Regions from separate parts of the Oryctolagus cuniculus genome. Here region 2 is linked to region 1. The links are chromatin contacts, called in public Hi-C maps. All regions are on one chromosome and are shown on one strand. Each heading gives the region's core, a stretch centred on a gene start, on an enhancer-like site or on the middle of the called end of the contact. The rest is flanking DNA. Distances are from core to core; before and after follow the strand shown.

What was found. Hi-C and Micro-C count contacts between places; a contact is called where the count stands out from the background.
Region 2: a contact with region 1 is called in a Hi-C map of an unstated tissue, with 2.5 times the contacts expected there. The contact joins two enhancer-like sites. A contact is called at or near these places in 2 of 6 Hi-C or Micro-C datasets (ear pinna and an unstated tissue).

What each region holds. Positions count from the first base shown.
Region 1 is chr1:182,824,319-182,828,934 of mOryCun1.1, forward strand. No RefSeq gene overlaps it. Among named protein-coding and RNA genes, the nearest start is that of SLC24A2, 100 kb to the left of the region's middle. Within about 2 kb of position 3,198, at least 2 of the 8 cell types and tissues checked have an H3K27ac peak or open chromatin away from gene starts, as enhancers often do.
Region 2 is chr1:183,604,766-183,609,762 of mOryCun1.1, forward strand. The region is part of intron 2 of MLLT3 (MLLT3 super elongation complex subunit); the gene reads right to left. Among named protein-coding and RNA genes, the nearest start is that of FOCAD, 50 kb to the right of the region's middle. Within about 2 kb of position 3,481, at least 1 of the 8 cell types and tissues checked has an H3K27ac peak or open chromatin away from gene starts, as enhancers often do.

The DNA of each region.
Region 1 (4,616 bases), core at 1,948-4,447:
TCGTGAGATTTTGACCCAAGATATCCAGGTGCCAACATATATTTAGGGTAAAGTAAAAAATACAATTAAACACCAAAACTTTCAGTTTGTGGGAAAAATTCTTTTTCCCAAAGAGTTTATGGCATTTTAAAATATATTGGAGGGGGGCCAGCGCTGTGGTGGAGCACGTAAAGCCACTGCCTGCAGTGCCAGCATTCCATATGGGCACCGGTTGGAGTCCTGGCTGCTCCACTTCCAATCTAGCTCTCTGCTATGGCCTAGGAAAGCAGTAGGAGATGGTTCAAGTCCTTGGGCCCTTGCACCCATGTGGGAGACCCAGAAGAAGCTCCTGGCACAGCTCTGGCTGTTGTGGTCATCTGGGGAGTGAACCAGAGGATGGAACCCCCCCCCCCTTTCCCTCGCTCTCTCTCTCTCTCTCTCTCTCTCTCTCTCTCTCTGCCTCTCCTTCTCTCTCTGTGTAACTCTGACTTTCAAATAAATAAATAAGTCTTTAAAAAGTAAATAAATATATTGGAGGAATTATAATGGAATGTGACTTTTTTTTCACTTTTACCTGAATATTTTCAATATTCTAGTTATTTGTGTTATTACTTTTTAAGTCAGAACCTGAAAAATAGCTTTGGATCCTTGTTGTGAAACATTTGATAGATTTCCTTTGTAAAAGTTATTTCTAAGGCCAATTTTGAGGGCCAGCATTATGGAGCAGTGGGTTAAGCAGCCTCCTGCCATGTTGGCAACTCATATGGGCATTGTTACAGTCCCAGCTGCTCCACTTCCAATCTTCGAATCCAGCTCCTTGCTAATGCACCTGAGAAAGCAACAGAGGATAGCCCAAGTCCATGGGCATCTGCACCCATGTAGGAGACCTGGAATAAACTCCTGGCTCCTGGCTTCAAATCTGCCCAGCTCTGGCCGTTGCAGCCACTTGGAGAGTGAACTAGCGGATGGAAGATTTCTCTCTGTCTTTCCCTCTCTCTCTCTCTGTAACTCTGCCTTGCAAATAAATAAATATATAAGTCTTTTTTAAAAAGGCCAACTTATGTTAAACAGTTTTTCAAATTTATCCATTTAAGTATATCAGCTTAAAAATAAATTATCTCCTGCAATTACTCAGAATTATTTAAAACATTTTGGTATTCTTTTTAAATTTCTTGCAGACTGGTTCATTTTTTAATCAACTAAGCCTGGTAGAAAGAAATAGAGTCAATTTTAGGACAATTTCACATTTACCAATGATTAATTTAGCATTTGTGATTTTTCAAGATACAAAGTTTTTATCTTAGTTTGGGATCATATGCGAAGCCCTGGATTTGAATGCCAGCAGTTGATTTGGGAGGAGATCTTGGGAATTTCTACCATTGAAGTAACTTGGTAAACAAGGAAGGGGAGGAAACCAGCACACAGTACATTAAAGATCAAATTATCATTGCGGGCTCATCAACTGGGACCCTCAGAGATACAGAGAGGAGCCCACCTAGAGCTGGTATCTATTCAGCATCTTCGGGAAATCATTCCTTGAGGGCTCCTGGGGCAGCACTCCCACCAGCCTGGGTGATGAGTATCTGGGACCCAGGAGAGGACCCAGAAACTGACAGCCTCTCCAAACAGGGCGTTCTAAGTCTGTGCACAGAGCGTATACAGAGTCTGCAACATTCTGGAATGGGCTTTGAGAGGCAGGAAATTGTAGTGGCAATATTAGAGTCTGAAACCAAACTGAGTTCAAACCATGTCAGCCCCTACTCATCTATGACCTTGGACAAGCTATTTGATCTCTCAGGGCCTCGGTTTTCTCATCTGTAAGAGGGAGATAATGACATTACCCAGCTTTTTAGGGTTATTATGAGAATTGAGTGAGTTGAAATAGGTAATAAGCTTAGAAGAGTGTTGACATAGATCATGTGCTGCTTATTCATATTCATTAGTTGAGTGCTCCAAAGTCAGTTATCAACCTGTTTCCAACAGTACACCTATAGTAAACAGTTACCACTTACCTGTGTTTCCTCATTTTCATTTACTAGTACCGGGTATCATTTTAAAATAGTTTTTAATTCATTAAACATTTAGAACTTGCCATGCTATGTGAAGTTTTAAGTTACCTCACTTCGGTTGAAAGATAAAAATCTGTTTCCTATTCATACATATAAACTTCACTTTATCATTTGTGGGGAGTATTTAAACTCCTCACCTGAATGTATTTGGAAACAATTTAGTTGAGTCTTGTTTTTTCCCTAGAGATAACACAACACTTAAGCACCGGTTTCCCCAGGGAACTCCATGGCAGGCGCAAAGCCTCTTTCTACCCCTTGCATTGTTTCTTTAACTGCCAAGCTTGATACTTCCCAGACAAGAGGCCCTAAGCGTCACTGGCAATTCACATTGCAGAAAAGACATCTATTATTTATACAGAATTTTAATTGAATACAATAGGAACAAATCACCAATCCAAGTGGTCAAGAGGGAGGAAAAGGGTTAAGAAGCTTCTGTTTAAAAGCAGGAATATTAGAAATGAAACTGCTGTCCCTAGGATGGCCTGAGTGGGTTTTTAAGCTCCTTAAACATGCTTAGATTCACCTGCTTTTATTTGTACACATTGGCATGGACACCCTTCCCCAGACAGCTAGAGAAAATAAAGTTGGATGATTTAAGCTGTTTCTATTGTTTCATGAGCAACCATCTAGTCTAAAAGACTAGGCTAAGAATTCTGAAAGTGGAAAATTTATTGTTCTACTCAAAAATTTTATAAGCCATCTCCCTGAGTATGAAATAGCTTCAGAGAGTTGTATTTTTCTCTGCTGGTTTGGTCCCTAACTATTTGAATCCACGATTTTCAATGGAGTCTAGAGATCTCCCAATAAATGGCAGGGACTTCCAAGTATGCTTAAAAAAAAAAAAAAGCAGCCATTTACTATTCTTCCCTGATTTGCAGAAATTCAATAAAATCTTTTTATGTACCCTATTTATTTTCCTAGACATTTAAATTTTTCATGCCTGCATGCTCAATAATTCAAGTGGAGTTTAAAATGGCCAGGTTTTACTTTCCATTGATTATCCTCGGGGACTGAGAGTTTAAAAGAATGACAGCCATGAAAAATCCCAGGCCTACCTCCAGCTGTGCACACATCACGCTATCTCTACCCAAAGTAACCTCTGCCTGCGCCACAGGAGACATAGAGAGCTTCCTAACAGTCATTGTAAATCACATCACATCGCAGGCTAACTTTAGAGCAATGGAGCCATCTAGATTCCAAATATGGAAGTACTGAGTGGGAAAAAAAATCCCCCTGGGATTCCTTTTTATCTGGATATTGAGGGAGCAAAAAAGGAGAGCCTATACATGTCCGAGTCTCTTTAGCAGGTGGGCAAAGACAACTCAACTGTGTGATGACTTCCCTCCATAAAACGTACTCAGTATTAACTCTTCAGTGTTAATAATCATATTTTTGAATATGTTGATCTAAAAATGAATATATTGTTGTCACATTTTAAAACATTTTATTGTACCCTGAAGGACACTTTATTCTTTTGATATTAAGAAAGGGAAATATTTTTGTGGCTGTCTGAATGTACTGTGGGCCGTAGGCACTGTGCCTCGTGGAGAAGTCAGCCTTGCTGGCACACACAGGGGACAATGGAAGATCTCAGTACTCTTCTGATGTATTCAAAGCTGTCCAGGCACGCTGAAGGACTCACTGCATTTCTTTGCAGCTCATGCATTTGTTTCACATGTCAATGTTCCTTTTAATGAATCTCGTAATAGATGATACATTTGATATGGTAGTGGTGAGTCATTTGTTCCCCCAAACCCTTCATTGAATTGATGATATTTCTTAAATAAACAACATCTTAGAACAGAGGAGGTATGGTACCATAGCCATGATGAAGAAAAATGGTCACCCCTCTTGGAACCTGCCCTGACGTGGCTCTATACCCTCCATACCCAGACAGTTGCACAGCAAGGGGGCAGGTCCCTTTGCCATTCTTTTCCCAATCTTGGAAATCTCACAGTAGCACTTCAGCAGTCTTCTGGGTGATACTCACAAGCCTTCCCACCTGCATACAGGAAGGACAAGCTCACATTGTGGAAGAAAATGTTGGGTGAAGGATATTATAGTGGTCACATATCACTTCTTGGTCTTTTGGCTAAGATCAAGTGTATAGTTATCACATTATGGAGAATGCAATCTGCCAAATGTCTCCCCATGGAGAACCATTAGTAGGGAGCTGCTTGGGATCATTTCTTTTTTATTTATTTATTTGAAATGCAGAACTACAGAGATGGAGAGAGAGAGGCAGAGGCAAAAATACAGAGAGTAGGAGAGGGAGGGGGAGAGAGAGGGAAAGGAAGTAGGAGAGGGAGAAGAACCTTCCATCTGCAGTTCACTCCCCGAATGGTTGCAGCAGCCAGGTCTGAACCAGGCTGAAGCCAGGATCCTGGAACTCCATCCTTGGCTCCCACATGGGTATCAGGGATCCATCTTCAGCTGCCTTTTCAGGCACAATAGCTGGATCAGAAACAGAGCAGCCAGGATTGGAACCAGCATTTTGATATGGGATGCATGCATCGCAAGCAGCAGCTTAACCTGGTTGGGATCATTTCTCAAAGGAGAGGATAGCGA
Region 2 (4,997 bases), core at 2,231-4,730, 780 kb after region 1:
CTGGGGCTAGCGCCAAGGCATTGATCTCCTTGGAGGAGAGTAGGGGAGTGTGAGACTATGCCAACAGAGCTGAATCAACCTCCCCTCTGATTAAAAAGAGAGAGAGAGGAAGAGAGAGAGAGGAAGAGAGAGACACATACACACACACACACACACACAGAGGGATTTACCACACCCAATTTGGGAGTCACCTTGGACACTCTCCTCACCCTGTAGCACTGGACAGAGCTCCCTGGCAACACCCAGCACACGCCTCAGGGTATTCACTGAAAGAGCAGACATTCCACTAATCCACAGAGGCATAGTCCAAAGATAAAAGCCATCACAGAGGGGAAGAAAAATAAACCAACAAGTATCTCCAAAAATGCCTAAAAACAAATGCAGCAATTCAAGAAACAAGAATAAGGAAAACAACATGAGCCCACAAAGGAACACAATGACACTTCAATGCTAGAATGTGAGATTGAAGAAATGTCAGAAATGGAATTCAAAAAATTGATCATAGGATTACTTAGAAGTAATACGATGCAAATCCATGAGCTACATAAATCCATACATGGCATGAAAGAAAATTTTTCTCATGAAATTGATATTTTAAAGAGAAATTAAAATATTAGGAATGAAGAATTCAATAGAACAAATTTAAAAAGTGGTAGAAAGCCTTAACAACAGACTCAGTGAGTCAGAAGAAAGAATATCTGAGTTAGAATATAAATCTCTGGAAATTTTAGTCAGACCAAAAGAAAAAGAAGAAATTAGAAAACTAAAAAACAGTGTTGAGATCTATAGGATGCTATCACATGACCCAAAATATGGGTCTTGGGAGTTCCTGAAAATGTGGGAAGAGATTTGGATTAGAAGGCCTTTTTAGAGAAATAATAACATAAAACTTTCCCAATTTGAAGAAACGGACATCCAAGTACAGGAAGCACATAGAACTCCTAATAGACATGACCAGAAAAGCCCTTCACCACAACACATCCTAGTCAAATTCTCCACAGTAAAACATAAAAGATTCTAAAATGCGCATGGGAGAAATGCCAGATTACTTTCAGAGGATCTCCAATTAGACTAATAGCTGACTTCTCATCAGAAACCCTACAGGCTAGGAGAGAATGATGAGATATATTCCAAGTCTTGAGAGAAAAAAATGTCAACCCAGAATACTGTTCCCTGCAAAGCTCTCATTTATGAATGAAGATGAAATAAAGACATTCCATAACAAACAGAAAATGAAAAAATTTGTCACCATGCATCCAGCCTTTAAAAAGATGTTTCAGGAGGTGCTGTACACAGAAACACAAAAACATGGTCATCACTCTGAGAGAAGGTGAAGGCAGAAAATCTCCCAGTAAAAATACAGAGGAAACCCAAAGTAAACAATAGGAATATTTAAGGAAAAATGGCAGGGCCATGTCATTACTTATCAGTAGTCACCTTGAATGTAAATGTTGTCAATTCTCTAATTAAAAGATACAGACTGGATAAATGAAAAAAAAAATCTATTTGCTGCCTACAAGAAACACATCTCACCAACAAATATACACACAGACCGAAAGTGAAAGGATGGAAAAAGATACTCCATGCTAACAGAAACCAAAAAAAGAGCTGATGTAGCCATCTTAATATCAGGGAAAAAAATAGACTTTAACACAAAAACTGTTAAAAGAGACAAAGAAGGGCACTGTACAATGATTAAGGGATCAATTCAACAGGAAGATGTGACTATAATAAATGTATGCACACCTCAATACAGGGCACCTGGTTATTTAAAAGATATGTTAATGGATCTAAAGGGAGACATAGACTCCTATACAATAGTAATGGGGGACTTTAATACTCCACTTTCAGCAATGGACAGATGGACCAACAGAAAATCAGCAAGGGAACAACAGTTAATCGACCAAATGGACTTAACAGATACCTACAGAACTTTTCATCTTACATTGCAGAACACACATTCTTCTCAGCAATGCATGGAACTTCCCCTAGGATTGACCACATAATAGGCCATAAAGCAAGTCTCAGCAAATTAAAAAAAAATCAAAATCAAACCTGCATCTTCTTGGACCACAAAGCAAGGAAGCTAAAAATCAGTAACTCAAGACTACCTAGAACATATGCAAACACATGGAGGATGAACAACATGCTCCTGAATGAACAGTGGGTCATAAAAGAAATCAAAAAACTGTTGAGGAACAATTTTTTTCATACTATTTGTTGTACTCTTTACTTAGTATAGAGTTAAACTGCTGTGTATAAAGTTAATTGAAAATAACTCTTAGTAAAAAATAAGAATGGGAAGAGGAGAGAAAGGAGGAAGAAGGGTGGGGGTGGGAGGGTGGGTACAGTGGGAAGAATCACTATCACTATGTTTCTAAAATTGTATTTATGAAATTTGTGAAGTTTATATACCTTAAGTAAAAGTTTTTTTGGGGGGAAAGTAAAATGGCATTACTATATTAGTTGATGACATTTTGTCTCTTTTTAGTTCACCAATCTGTAAACCTATTGACAGAATATGTTGGAAAAATATAAAATAAGAAAGAATAACCAGTTTTCCTAATATTATGTTTATATAACATTATATATTATATTAATATTATATTATATTTATATATCTAATATATTTATATGTTAGATTTATATAACAAATAGTTGTTGTACAACACTTATATGTAAAGCACACAGAAATAAATTTTGCAACTTTTAATAGAATTCAATGTAAAGATAATATGAGTGGAGTGATGTTAGTTAAAGAACAAAGAGAAATGTAAGGTAAAAGAGAAGGCACAGGAAAGAAATACATGAATTATGTAGAGAAACAAGAACATTTATTAAAAGACAATACTCAAAAATTTGCAAGCATATTGTTTTTGTGTTCTTGAAGGTAATGTACTTACTGGGATAAATCTACTTGTTAAAGAAAAGAAATAATATGGATAAGATAATGTGGGCACAGAATTTTATAAAAATTTAGAAATGAATAAGTGAGGTTATTTATCATTACAGTGGATTATTAACTAGTGCTGTCAAGGGTAAAATGCACTGACCCTCATTTTTACAGTTGGGATAACTTAGAACCCTCCTGAACTTGGTTTTTACTATAGCAGCCATGGTACACAACTTCCTTAGTTTCTCCTTTATTCCAGTTTTTATCATATTGCTTGCTTTGAAAAGCTGCTTAGTGTTTCATGGGTAGAAAACCTGAAAAATTAGGTCTGAAGGTAATTGCTGAGGCTTCATTATTTAATTTTACATATTTGGAGTCAAGAGTTCATTGAACTCATATGTAGATTTACAAAAATATGCTACAAAAGAGTATTAAATCAATCTTAGCAGTTTTTTTCCCTTTTAAAAGTATTGACCTAAAAATAAATTGGCTAACCTATTCCTTAATGTCAAAGAGAAAATGATTTAACTCTTGGGTATAAGCAAACCCACTTGGCAAAACTGCAGAGCAGAAGTAATTCTGCGCCAACCACATTTTTCAAAAAGGAAGTTCTTTGACATCAGAGGTTGTTTCCAATTGGCAGAGTTCAAGAACAGCAGACATTCCCAAAATAACAAACTTGAGACATCTTATTTTCTCGTACAAATAGTGGTGGTGGTGGGGGGGGGAGCGCTGCAGAAGTTTTTCATTAAGCTAATAGTACAAACTGTATTTAAAGGAATAAAGCTGGCCTAAAACTAACTTTTAAACTAAAAGTAGAAGCAATATTTTTCAAAATCCATGTGTTAGTCTGTTTTCCATGCTATAACAAAATACCTGAGGCTGGGTACTTTATAAAGAAAAGAAGTTTATTTAGCTCACAGTTCCAGTTCTGGTTCTGTTTCTGGCCATGGCCTCCTTAACCACATCACATCACAGGAGATGGCATCATGGTGGAAACATGTTTGAGAGAGAGAGATCACATGGTAAGATAAGAAGCTAAGGAGATGTGGGAGGGGCTAGTCTTGCTCTTTTATCGTAACTCTCTCCAAAGGCTAACTAGGTTCCCAAATGGGCTACAGTAATTCCTTCCAAGGTCTGCATCCCAGGTAAATCTCCTTCTAGTAGGCCCCTCCTCTTGAAGGTCCCACCACCTCTTAACATCACCACACAGGGCATCAAGCTTCCAGAATGTGAACCATGGGGGCAAATGCCACTTCCAAACCATACTGCCACAAAATCAGCTTTTATGCTTGTTAGTTTCTTTCTTTCAGTGAATACACATAATTTTCTAAGTGTGCATTCACTTTCAAAAAGTAAAGCTAAAATAAAAGTCTGGCCTCTTTGAGTCATGGCAGTTTTCAACCACCACTCAGTTAAAAGCCATTTTCAGGAAATGATGCATTTTCACAAAGAATAAAACTATGAAATGAGGAACCTATATGAAATTAGAGGAAAAATGCTCATATAGTAATTATGATTGTTTATTTTTTTTTTTTTTTTTTTTTGTGACAGGCAGAGTGGACAGTGAGAGAGAGAGACAGAGAGAAAGGTCTTCCTTTTGCCGTTGGTTCACCCTCCAATGGCCGCCGCGGCTGGCGCGCTGCGGCCGGCGCACCGCGCTGATCCGATGGCAGGAGCCAGGAGCCAGGTGCTTTTCCTGGTCTCCCATGGGGTGCAGGGCCCAAGCACCTGGGCCATCCTCCACTGCACTCCCTGGCCACAGCAGAGGGCTGGCCTGGAAGAGGGGCAACCGGGACAGAATCCGGCGCCCCGACCGGGACTAGAACCCGGTGTGCCGGCGCCGCTAGGCGGAGGATTAGCCTAGTGAGCCGCGGCGCCGGCCAAATGATTGTTTATTAAGAAAAAATATTTTTAAAAAACAATCATCCTTGAGAACTTGAAGTAATAAAATTATGCCACACTATAATTATTTGGGGAAGACACATAAAAATCAGAAACACCAGTAACTTTTATCTGTAAGGTTTAAGGAAAATGCGGGGCAGACATTTAGTCTTATGGTTAAGTTACCCATCATCCTATATCAGAGTACCTGGGTTCCAAT